Regions from separate parts of the Mus musculus genome. Here regions 1 and 3 are each linked to region 2. Evidence: chromatin contacts called from public Hi-C and promoter capture Hi-C data. All regions are on one chromosome and are shown on one strand. Each heading gives the region's core, a stretch centred on a gene start, on an enhancer-like site or on the middle of the called end of the contact. The rest is flanking DNA. Distances are from core to core; before and after follow the strand shown. Region 1 holds the start of Hs3st1 (heparan sulfate (glucosamine) 3-O-sulfotransferase 1). Region 2 holds the start of Nkx3-2 (NK3 homeobox 2). Region 3 overlaps Clnk (cytokine-dependent hematopoietic cell linker).

Region 1 (2,700 bases), core at 4-2,503, 2.1 Mb before region 2:
GTGTTGTGGGGGTTGGCGAGGAAGGGTGCTACTCCTGATCCAGAGGAGAACCCCGTGTGTGCAAGGAAAATAAAGTGCCTCCTTTAGCTTAGATTGTGCCATAAAGAGTCGGAGGCACCCACAAATAATTGCTAAGTCTGGCACAGCCCACCAATCCCTGGTAGGCATCTGGCTCCAGCACTGGCTTCTCCATCCTACTACTGGTTTGAGCCCCAGGTTCGGAGAGCTGGCTTTCCAGTTCCAGGAATGGCAGGGTCCAGAGGAAAGCAGCGGAGTCCACTGCTCTAAAAAAGCGGGTGTGTATGGCACACCTGAAGAGGTCAGGCTCCGAGCGAGCTGTGCACTTTCTAAATACAAGCTTCCCAGGTTCGTGTACGGACATCCATTATCCACTACCCTCCCCCATCCGCCTCCTCTATCGGTGGTACTCGAAATAGAAGCCGAGGTGGGAAAAAAGTAAAAAAGTAACACGAAAAAAAAAAAAAAAAATAACAGCCGTATGTAACTGGCTGTCTTAATACCTAAGGTCCTGCCTGTCACCTTCTTCTTCGAGTACCCCGGGAGATGCTCAGTCTCCCCATTATTGCTACCAAATGCAAAGGCAAACTAGACCAAGGCTTCCACACCCGAGATGCCCCATTCCAGAGGGACTCCTGTTAGCTGTCCCCTGGCCCAATTCTCCGCCCTAGGTGGTACCCGGGCTCAGCCAGCGCTCCACTCTAGCTGCAGTTGCCCAAGGTCCTAGAGAGAAGCTGTGGCGCCGAGCAACGGGCAGCGACGACCCTCTCGAGTCATCTAGGGACATAAATCCAGTCTTTTAAGAGTCAGAAAGTCTGGTACCTTATAGTCCATCTCGCGAATTCTAGAGGTGAGGTTTCGGAGCAGGAGACAGGAGAATCAGATAACCCCGAGTCTTGCCTCCAGTGGAGTGTGTTCTACCTGCTTTAGCCTTATCTCACCTTGGGCTTTGCACTTGAGTTAGTCGGAATACCAGAAGAAGGTGCCTAGGCAGCCCTCACCCCTCACGCTCCGCGCTCACCTGAGTCGCGTACCCGTCCAGCCGGTCCGGCGCCCTCAATCCTCTCTCCGGCCGGGCCATGGGCAGCACCGCCGCCAAGTACCTGCGCCCTTTGGAGCAAATTCACACTCACCCCGGGACGGGCGAGCGGTGAAGGGACACAGGCACTCACCGAGAGAGACCCGGCGGTGACCGCAGCTCCGGGCTGCAGCGCACTGAGGACCTTGCAGGCAGGCGTTTTGGTGCCGGTTCTACGGATGGGAGGAGCAGGAGGAGGAGCAGGAGCCGGAGGAGGGGACAGTGGAGGCCGGAGCTCGGGGAGAGCGCGGAGGGCAGAAGAGGATCTCGAGCGCCCACTGCTGCCTTGTTGGCTCTGGTACTGCCCCGAGTCCCGCCTCCCAGCGAGTCCCTGAGCGCCGACTTCCAGCAAGCCAGTTAAGCACCCGATTTCTGCGCTTTTGGGTCCCGAAGGAGCCGGCTCCGCTCACCCAGTACCTCGGCTCCTCGGATTTTAGTCTAAAGGGAGAGACCAGCGCAGTCTAGAGGGTGGGGCGTGTGGCTTGGGTGACTTTATCCACCTTGCAAACCCTGGACTCCTGGTCGGCTCCCTGACCCCTCTGGGTCCGAACCTTGGGCCCATATGACCGTTATCCTTTTCATAAATTCTGCGTGGTCCCCAAGACCTTCGCAGTACCCACGTGTGTTCCCACCCAGCGTTCCTTACCAGCAGGTGACTCGCTTTAGGCGCCTGTGCTCGGTGCACAGACCGGGAGGTCTCTGGAGCCGGTAGCTCCATCTTGCGCTGCAGCAGGGACAGGAGCCACTTGAAGAGGTGGCTTCAGAGTGTGCTTTGTCGCCACGGAAAAACCCTCTCTCCAAAACCCTCTCTCCTTCGGTTTCACCTCAAAAGGACCGACTTAAGGCGAGCCCGAAGAATTCAGCTTTCCTTTAGCAAAAGTAACTAGGTTGGCAAATTTCACCTCTGAAACTAATCAAGTTTTTCCTGCGTTCCAAAGCTGAGAGGTTTTGTGAGAGAGCCAACCTGCATAGTGTGACTCAGTTTAAGATTTGGAGGGCGAAGGAGCTGGAATCTCCTTGGAGACACTGGATTGCTTCAGCCCAGAGCAAGTCGCCTTCCAAAGCAGGTTACCAGAAGAAAAGAGGAGCAGGCAAGAGAGAGAGAGTGTGTGTGTGTGTGTGTGTGTGTGTGTGTGTGTGTGTGTGTGAAAGGAATAAGAAAGAAGTAACCAAATTCAAATCAAAAGAACTTCTTTTAGCTACTTTAATATCTTCCATATCTTAAAACTCAGAATATAAATATTTACCATCTATATTTCTAGAATCAACATTTTCCTATCTAAGGGGGAAAATTCCTTTGGGAAATTGACCTCGTAGCTGGTGCAAAGATTAGCGTCAGTCCTCTTAGAAGGCAAACGGATGCCCAGTTTATTGTGGCTTATAAAGCAGGCAACATCTTGGAGAGCTTAGCCAAGTTTTCCTTTTCAATGATAACTTATTAGAAAATTTAATGATTCTGGCTACTTATTCTTTGAATAAATGTAAAGTTGATATGCCCATTTCAGGTTAAAAAGGAAAAAAAAAAGTGCATTCACAAAAGCCACTTTAAATCTGCATTTGGAAAAGTCAATTTAAAGTTTACTTTAGATTTAGATACATACTTT
Region 2 (2,700 bases), core at 117-2,616:
ATGCGAGGCCTACAGCAGACTGTACCCAATAGAAGCCAGCAGCCGGCCTTTCAGACTAAGAAATATACCCGTGAGTGGATACAGAGTCTTGACGATCCAGCGCCTCCCAGACCACCTCAACCACACTTCCCCACCATCTCCCGCCTTCAGGTAACTGCTACTTTTGTTTCTAGCTCCCTAGGTACTCAGCCAAAGGCTGTTTTGCCAGTCCTGGGGTAAGGGAAGTTAAACGCGCCCTTTCCCAAGGCTCCCCACTCCTACGCTGTGACAGGATCTGCAGTCGTTGGCATGGCTGTGTCAGGGATCTACCTCATAGATTTTTGGTCCCCCTTTCCTAAATCTAGAGATTTTAAATGGGCACAGCTGAGGCACTGCAGATGAACTCAAAGTTCTTGGTGCAGAGCGCAGGCCACATAGTACCAGGACACCCGGCTCTAAGAAGCTCACTTGCTTCAGGTTTGGGGCAGCGCGCGCCAACGCGAAGAACTTGGAGACTTCGCTAGCACTAAGCCCGGCAGGGCGTCGTGTTCCCACAGTAGGCCCACCCCGCCTCAGAGTGCTTGACCTCTTAACCCACCCCCTTCAGCCCAGCCCCCTTCCTGGAGAACCCCCCGCAGCAGCAGACCTGAAACGCTGGCTGACATCTCGCTGTCGCTGCGGACCGGGGCTTCCTCCTCCAGGTCCTTGGCGGCGTGCAGCTCGCAGCCTGGCTGGTCCAGGCCCAGGGTCACCCTGGCGCGGCCGGTTCCACTGGCTCCCGGGACATCGGCGCAGCGCCTCCTGCCCTCGTTCTCTTCGCTCAGGGCTGAGTCTGAGTCCCAACCTCCCGGACTCTCTGCGCTCTGCCCCACGGCTGTTCTGGTTCGGGCGGGAGATGCCAGAAGAGAGTCCTCGGCGCCCCCCAGCGCACCGGCCTCGGTCTCCCCGAAGATCCGCCAGCAGCAGACGGCGGGCGCCGCGGTCACCGCCACCTCTGTGCCCCCTGGTGCCGGGCGCCCCTCCGGCGTAGCCAACCCGCCGCGCTCCTCTTTCTTGTTGAGGATCGCCTGGATGGAGAAGGGCGTCAAGGTGCCGCTGCCGCGCACAGCCATCTGCGCCGCAGATCGGAGCCGGCAGCCAGGAGGGCAACTGGGGCGCGGGGACAGCTTCGAGCCTGACACGGAGCTCTGGGCGACCTCAGCGCGAGTGAGAGGGGCGCGCCAGGCCCCCGCAACCCACTCCTGCGCAGCACAGCAGCCCCCGCCCCCCTCAGTTCCAGGATCCGCGCCGACCCTCACCCCACCTCACAGGCCCACCTCGCCAGGACCCCCTCCCCTGGAATCCAGCGCCAGATGCTCTTCTCCTACAGCCCGGCCGATTATCTCTTCGCCCGTGGCCCTCTGGGGACCGGCCCGGGTCTGTCCTCTGGGGAGAGGCCGGCGAGAATTGTCAAGGGTCCTCTCCGCGTCTGCAGTCGCCTCCGGAGCGCCGCCGAGGCGCACCGCCCAAAGTCACTTTTTCTGTGCGCCTCTGTCTTCCCGGCCTGTAGGGCTTCGCTCCTGGCGGGTCCTCCCTCTTCCCCTCTGGGCTGGCTTTTCCGGAGCCTACTCCTCTGGCGCCCGCAGTGACAGCTGAGGCCCCTAAAATCGGAGAAGAGCGGGGACACCTTTTACCCTCTGCCGGGGTTTTATCTGTTTCTTCTCTTTGCTTCTGCGTTCCACTGTACCCCCCCCCCCCTCCCATCAGAGTGTCATTCCTCACCGCTGAGTGACAGCATCGGGCCACGCCCCTTCACTAGCTGTCCTGGGCTCTCCCGGCAGTGGATTGGCTGGTTCCAACTGGAGGCCGTTGACTTTAAGAGACTCTAGTCCACCAGTTGAGTAGCAAAAGACAGGGTCTGATTTAACCCCTTCCCTCCTAAACCTGGTTCTCAGTAGCATCCTTCAGCATCGAGGAGAACCATCATCCCGAAACTTTGTTTCTGATTTCAGTTCCGATAACCATCGACTCTAGCGCTTTTCTGGAACACCAGTATGAACCCCAGCTCAAAATTTCGGCGAAAACTCAACAGAAAGCATCTCCAGATGTGACGTATAGTTTCTGTTCTCTAGGAAGGAGCCCAGAGTCGAAGAACAAAATTCATCTTTTTTTTTCCTTCCACTCTTAAAGTTTCTCAGCTGTTTCTCTGCTAATGCTCTTTACTGAAGTAATCTGATAATTAAAATCACTCTACTAAGTACTCCTATCATTTTACGTTTGATTGGATTGGATTTCTGTAGACGACTTAAAAAGCTAGGTTGAAAAATATTAGTTAAGCACCAAGTGGGGCGAGGAATTGGAAAGCATTTGGGTAGAGAATTTTTGGAGCTGGGTATTCGTCTCCTTGGGCAATCAACTCTGAATTTAATTGGATTTGTTCAATTTGTTTTACATCAAGAAGAAAACATAAAAATGCTTTTAATTTGTTCTTTAAATATTCTGTTTCTTGTGAGTTGAGAAGGAGTAGATAAGTTTGAAAGAGACTAGCTGGGAGTTACACAATAGTGAGATCCAGAACTGAGATTTAATGCCCTTAAAAATAAGAACCAAGTTATTTTACTCACTAGAAGGAAGTAAATACAAAATATAAACATTGTGGTTATGTCAAAACATATGTTGCCTATTTACTAAACATCTTTTTAATGACAAGTTTGTTCAAGTGACAAATCTTACTGACTGCTC
Region 3 (2,700 bases), core at 185-2,684, 3.0 Mb before region 2:
ACCTACTCCTGCTTCCTGCTTGTTAAAAACTATTTATGTATGTATGTATGTATGTATGTATGTATGTATGTATGTATGTGGGTTAGAACTCAGGTTTCTGCAAGGTAAGCACTTTATCCTCTGAGCAATCACCCACCCAGCCCCCGGTCTGTGTAATACAAGCATGAAGCAAGCTCTTCATGTTTATATAACTGTAGGCTTGAGGTAACATTTTATTAGAGATGGTATAGAAAATAGAAGACATATGTAAGAAAAAAATCATTAAAAAAAAAAGAAGAAAAAAATCAATACCGTGTTCCTATGTGTATGTGTCTGTAATGAGGATACAAGCATACTTTTATAATCAAAACAATGTATTAATGTATATGCATGAATAATGTGTGTGTGTGTGTGTGTGTGTGTGTGTGTGTGTGTAGTTGCCACGGCACATATGTAGGGATCAGAGGACAACTCTCTGGACTTGGTTATCTACTTCCACTCTACCATGACAAGGTACCTCATTTCTCTGCTTCCTGCTCTAGGATGACCTGTCCTAAGAGCTGCCAGGCAATGCCCCTGCCTCCACTTCTCATCTCCCCTTAGTAGGGCTGCAATTACAGATGCCAGTCACAGCACTAGGCTTTTTGGGTGGGTTTCGGGCATGGAACTCAGGTGGTCAGGATAGCATCAGTGCTCTATGCACACATTAAGACACATAGGTGTTTAGATGTCTTCATGTGAGTGTGACACTCTATTCATTACGCAGTGTTATTGAAAAACACATTTGTTGGCCACTGTGGCCCTTTTGGAGAGGATTTAGGCTCTTGCTAATTATTGAGCATTGTAAACAAGATTGCAAAACCCGTCCTTTCTTGCATTGCAGTCTCATCTCTGCACATCTCGGCGGGCAGACAGTTATCCAGTCCAAAGAAAACACCAGAGTGGGGCATTCTCAGTCCCTGGTTGCACATTCCTCAGATGCTTTCTGGATGGCTTTGTATTGATTCATATTAACTTATGTTTTTACCCATTGAACATGAAGTGGCTGCCCGCTGTGTCTCACCACCACGATCCGTGTTCCAACCCCACTTTACCTATTTGACACTTGATCCTCATTGCTCCAATTTTGTTTCTGAGATGGCTACCACGTTTGAATAATTACACGCCTCTCCTCTTTGGTAAGTCACTTGGGCACATCTTTGTTCATTTTCTGATGCTAAGTTCTTGGCGTAGCCACAAACGTCACCCTTGGACAGCGTTCCCTTGGGTGTAACTTTTCCCTAGATTTGGCTTCTGGCCGGGAAAAACCCCAGGGCAATGGAAAGCTCCAAGGACTGCTGCTTCCGTGAGCTGACTTGTTTGCGCCTTTAATAACCGCTGGCCCTCTCTGCACACCTTTCCTCCGAGGCGCTCTAAGTGCGTCACAGCTGCAATTAATTGAGCATCGCAACACACATTGCGTGTAAATATTTATGAGGCCTATCTGTGGCTGGGATGTTGGGCACACAATAGTTAAGCAATGAAGCATTAGTAACCAGGAAACGGGAGCTTAGGAGTCCAGATGCTGCCTGTTCGGATACTGCCCCTTTCCTAACTTCATCTTCCAAATGACCTTGGGGAGCCGATGCCCTCCCAAACAAGCAACAGGGCACAGGGATGCACAAATAGCCCAATCCAGGCAGTCGCCGAGAGGCAAGGAAATTGCTTTAAGCTCTGCTGCTACTCCAGCCTGGCTGTCTCCCTACCCAAGCCTGTGGGATGTGCTGAGTCTCACGGGGGAGCCACGATGCATCTGCAGCCCAGAGCCCTGTGGTTAGCAGTTGGTGCCCTTTCAAGTACGCTGAGCTTCAGCAGAAACGAACAGTAAATTACCTAGTGGGACGAAAACTCTGTATGTGGAGCCTGCTAACACACTCCTGTCCACCCTAGATACATGACCTCTCCCCGCACCCCCACCGGAGATCATGGCGTCCAGATATGTAACTTATGACATGTGCAATATAGAAGGAGTTTCTACGACCGTGGCCAGTGAGTTCATTAGGAATGGAGCAAATATCCAAGGGACTGACTCCAGGCTGGGATTCTAAAGTGGGCCAGATGTAGGTAAGAACTTCTGTGCCAAAGGCAAAGTCTTCTGCAGGAACCAGGGAGGACTCTCAACACCCACTGCCTTCTGCCTTTGGCCTCCCCAGGATCTTAGAATGGAATGCTAGGCAGGAGAGTTGAGACCTGAGCCACGGTAGTGTTCTTTCTCTCCCTGGACTCTGGGATGAGGCCTTTTGGTACACAAGTGAACAAAAGATGACAAAAAAACATTGCTCATCTGTCTACCTGTCTGCCTGTCTGCCTGGGCACTGAGCAATCTTTTCAGCACAGGTTAGCACACTTACACTTATCTTCTCAATTTCTCTTTTCCCTCGAATGCATTTTTTTTAAGTTTAGATTTATGGATTGATCATTTAATAGATTTTTTTTGAGACAAGTTCTCTCTATGGTCCAGTTGGCCTTGCTTTGAACTCCCCATCTCCTGTTTCAGCCCCCCAAGTGCTGGGACTACAGATAGGTAACAGCCCAGTCCCCACTTTTCCTTTTGACTTCCAGAAAGCCATAGGTGTTACTACGCAGGTGCTGTGAAGAGCCTAGTGCTATCCAGCACTGCTGTTCTGATGACAGAGAAAGGAAGGGTGGCTGCCCGGGGGCAGGAGGAGGGTGGAGCATTTA

Evidence for each region. Promoter capture Hi-C pulls out the DNA fragments that hold promoters and counts their contacts. A called contact is a pair of places that touch in the nucleus more often than the background predicts.
Region 1: a contact with region 2 is called in a promoter capture Hi-C map of embryonic stem cells, with 20 times the contacts expected there. The contact joins the promoter of Hs3st1 here to the promoter of Nkx3-2 in region 2. A contact is called at or near these places in 8 of 39 promoter capture datasets (the 3T3-L1 cell line, cranial neural crest, embryonic stem cells and 4 more), 5 of 484 Hi-C or Micro-C datasets (cortical neurons, embryonic stem cells, pre-B cells and 1 more), 4 of 115 datasets of contacts at active chromatin or transcription factors (astrocytes, embryonic forebrain, embryonic hindbrain and 1 more) and 2 of 9 other capture datasets (embryonic stem cells and liver).
Region 3: a contact with region 2 is called in a Hi-C map of CD4 T cells, with 13 times the contacts expected there. The contact joins the enhancer-like site here to the promoter of Nkx3-2 in region 2. A contact is called at or near these places in 6 of 39 promoter capture datasets (the 3T3-L1 cell line, cranial neural crest, hippocampal neurons and 2 more), 28 of 484 Hi-C or Micro-C datasets (B cells, CD4 T cells, CD4 single positive thymocytes and 16 more), 5 of 115 datasets of contacts at active chromatin or transcription factors (astrocytes, craniofacial prominence, embryonic forebrain and 2 more) and 3 of 9 other capture datasets (adipose tissue, embryonic stem cells and liver).

The regions. Positions count from the first base shown.
Region 1 is chr5:39,643,378-39,646,077 of GRCm38.p6, forward strand. It overlaps Hs3st1 (heparan sulfate (glucosamine) 3-O-sulfotransferase 1), which reads right to left and starts at 1,254. Exons shown (of 2, transcript NM_010474.2): 1 at 1,040-1,254.
Region 2 is chr5:41,762,854-41,765,553 of GRCm38.p6, forward strand. It overlaps Nkx3-2 (NK3 homeobox 2), which reads right to left and starts at 1,367. Exons shown (of 2, transcript NM_007524.3): 1 at 626-1,367. The coding sequence starts at 1,091. It overlaps Gm46910 (a long non-coding RNA gene), which reads left to right. Exons shown (of 2, transcript XR_001784850.2): 1 at 1-150; 2 at 1,971-2,232.
Region 3 is chr5:38,784,922-38,787,621 of GRCm38.p6, forward strand. All of the region lies in intron 3 of Clnk (cytokine-dependent hematopoietic cell linker), which reads right to left. Among named protein-coding and RNA genes, the nearest start is that of Gm22779, 86 kb to the left of the region's middle. Within about 2 kb of position 1,435, at least 12 of the 459 cell types and tissues checked have an H3K27ac peak or open chromatin away from gene starts, as enhancers often do.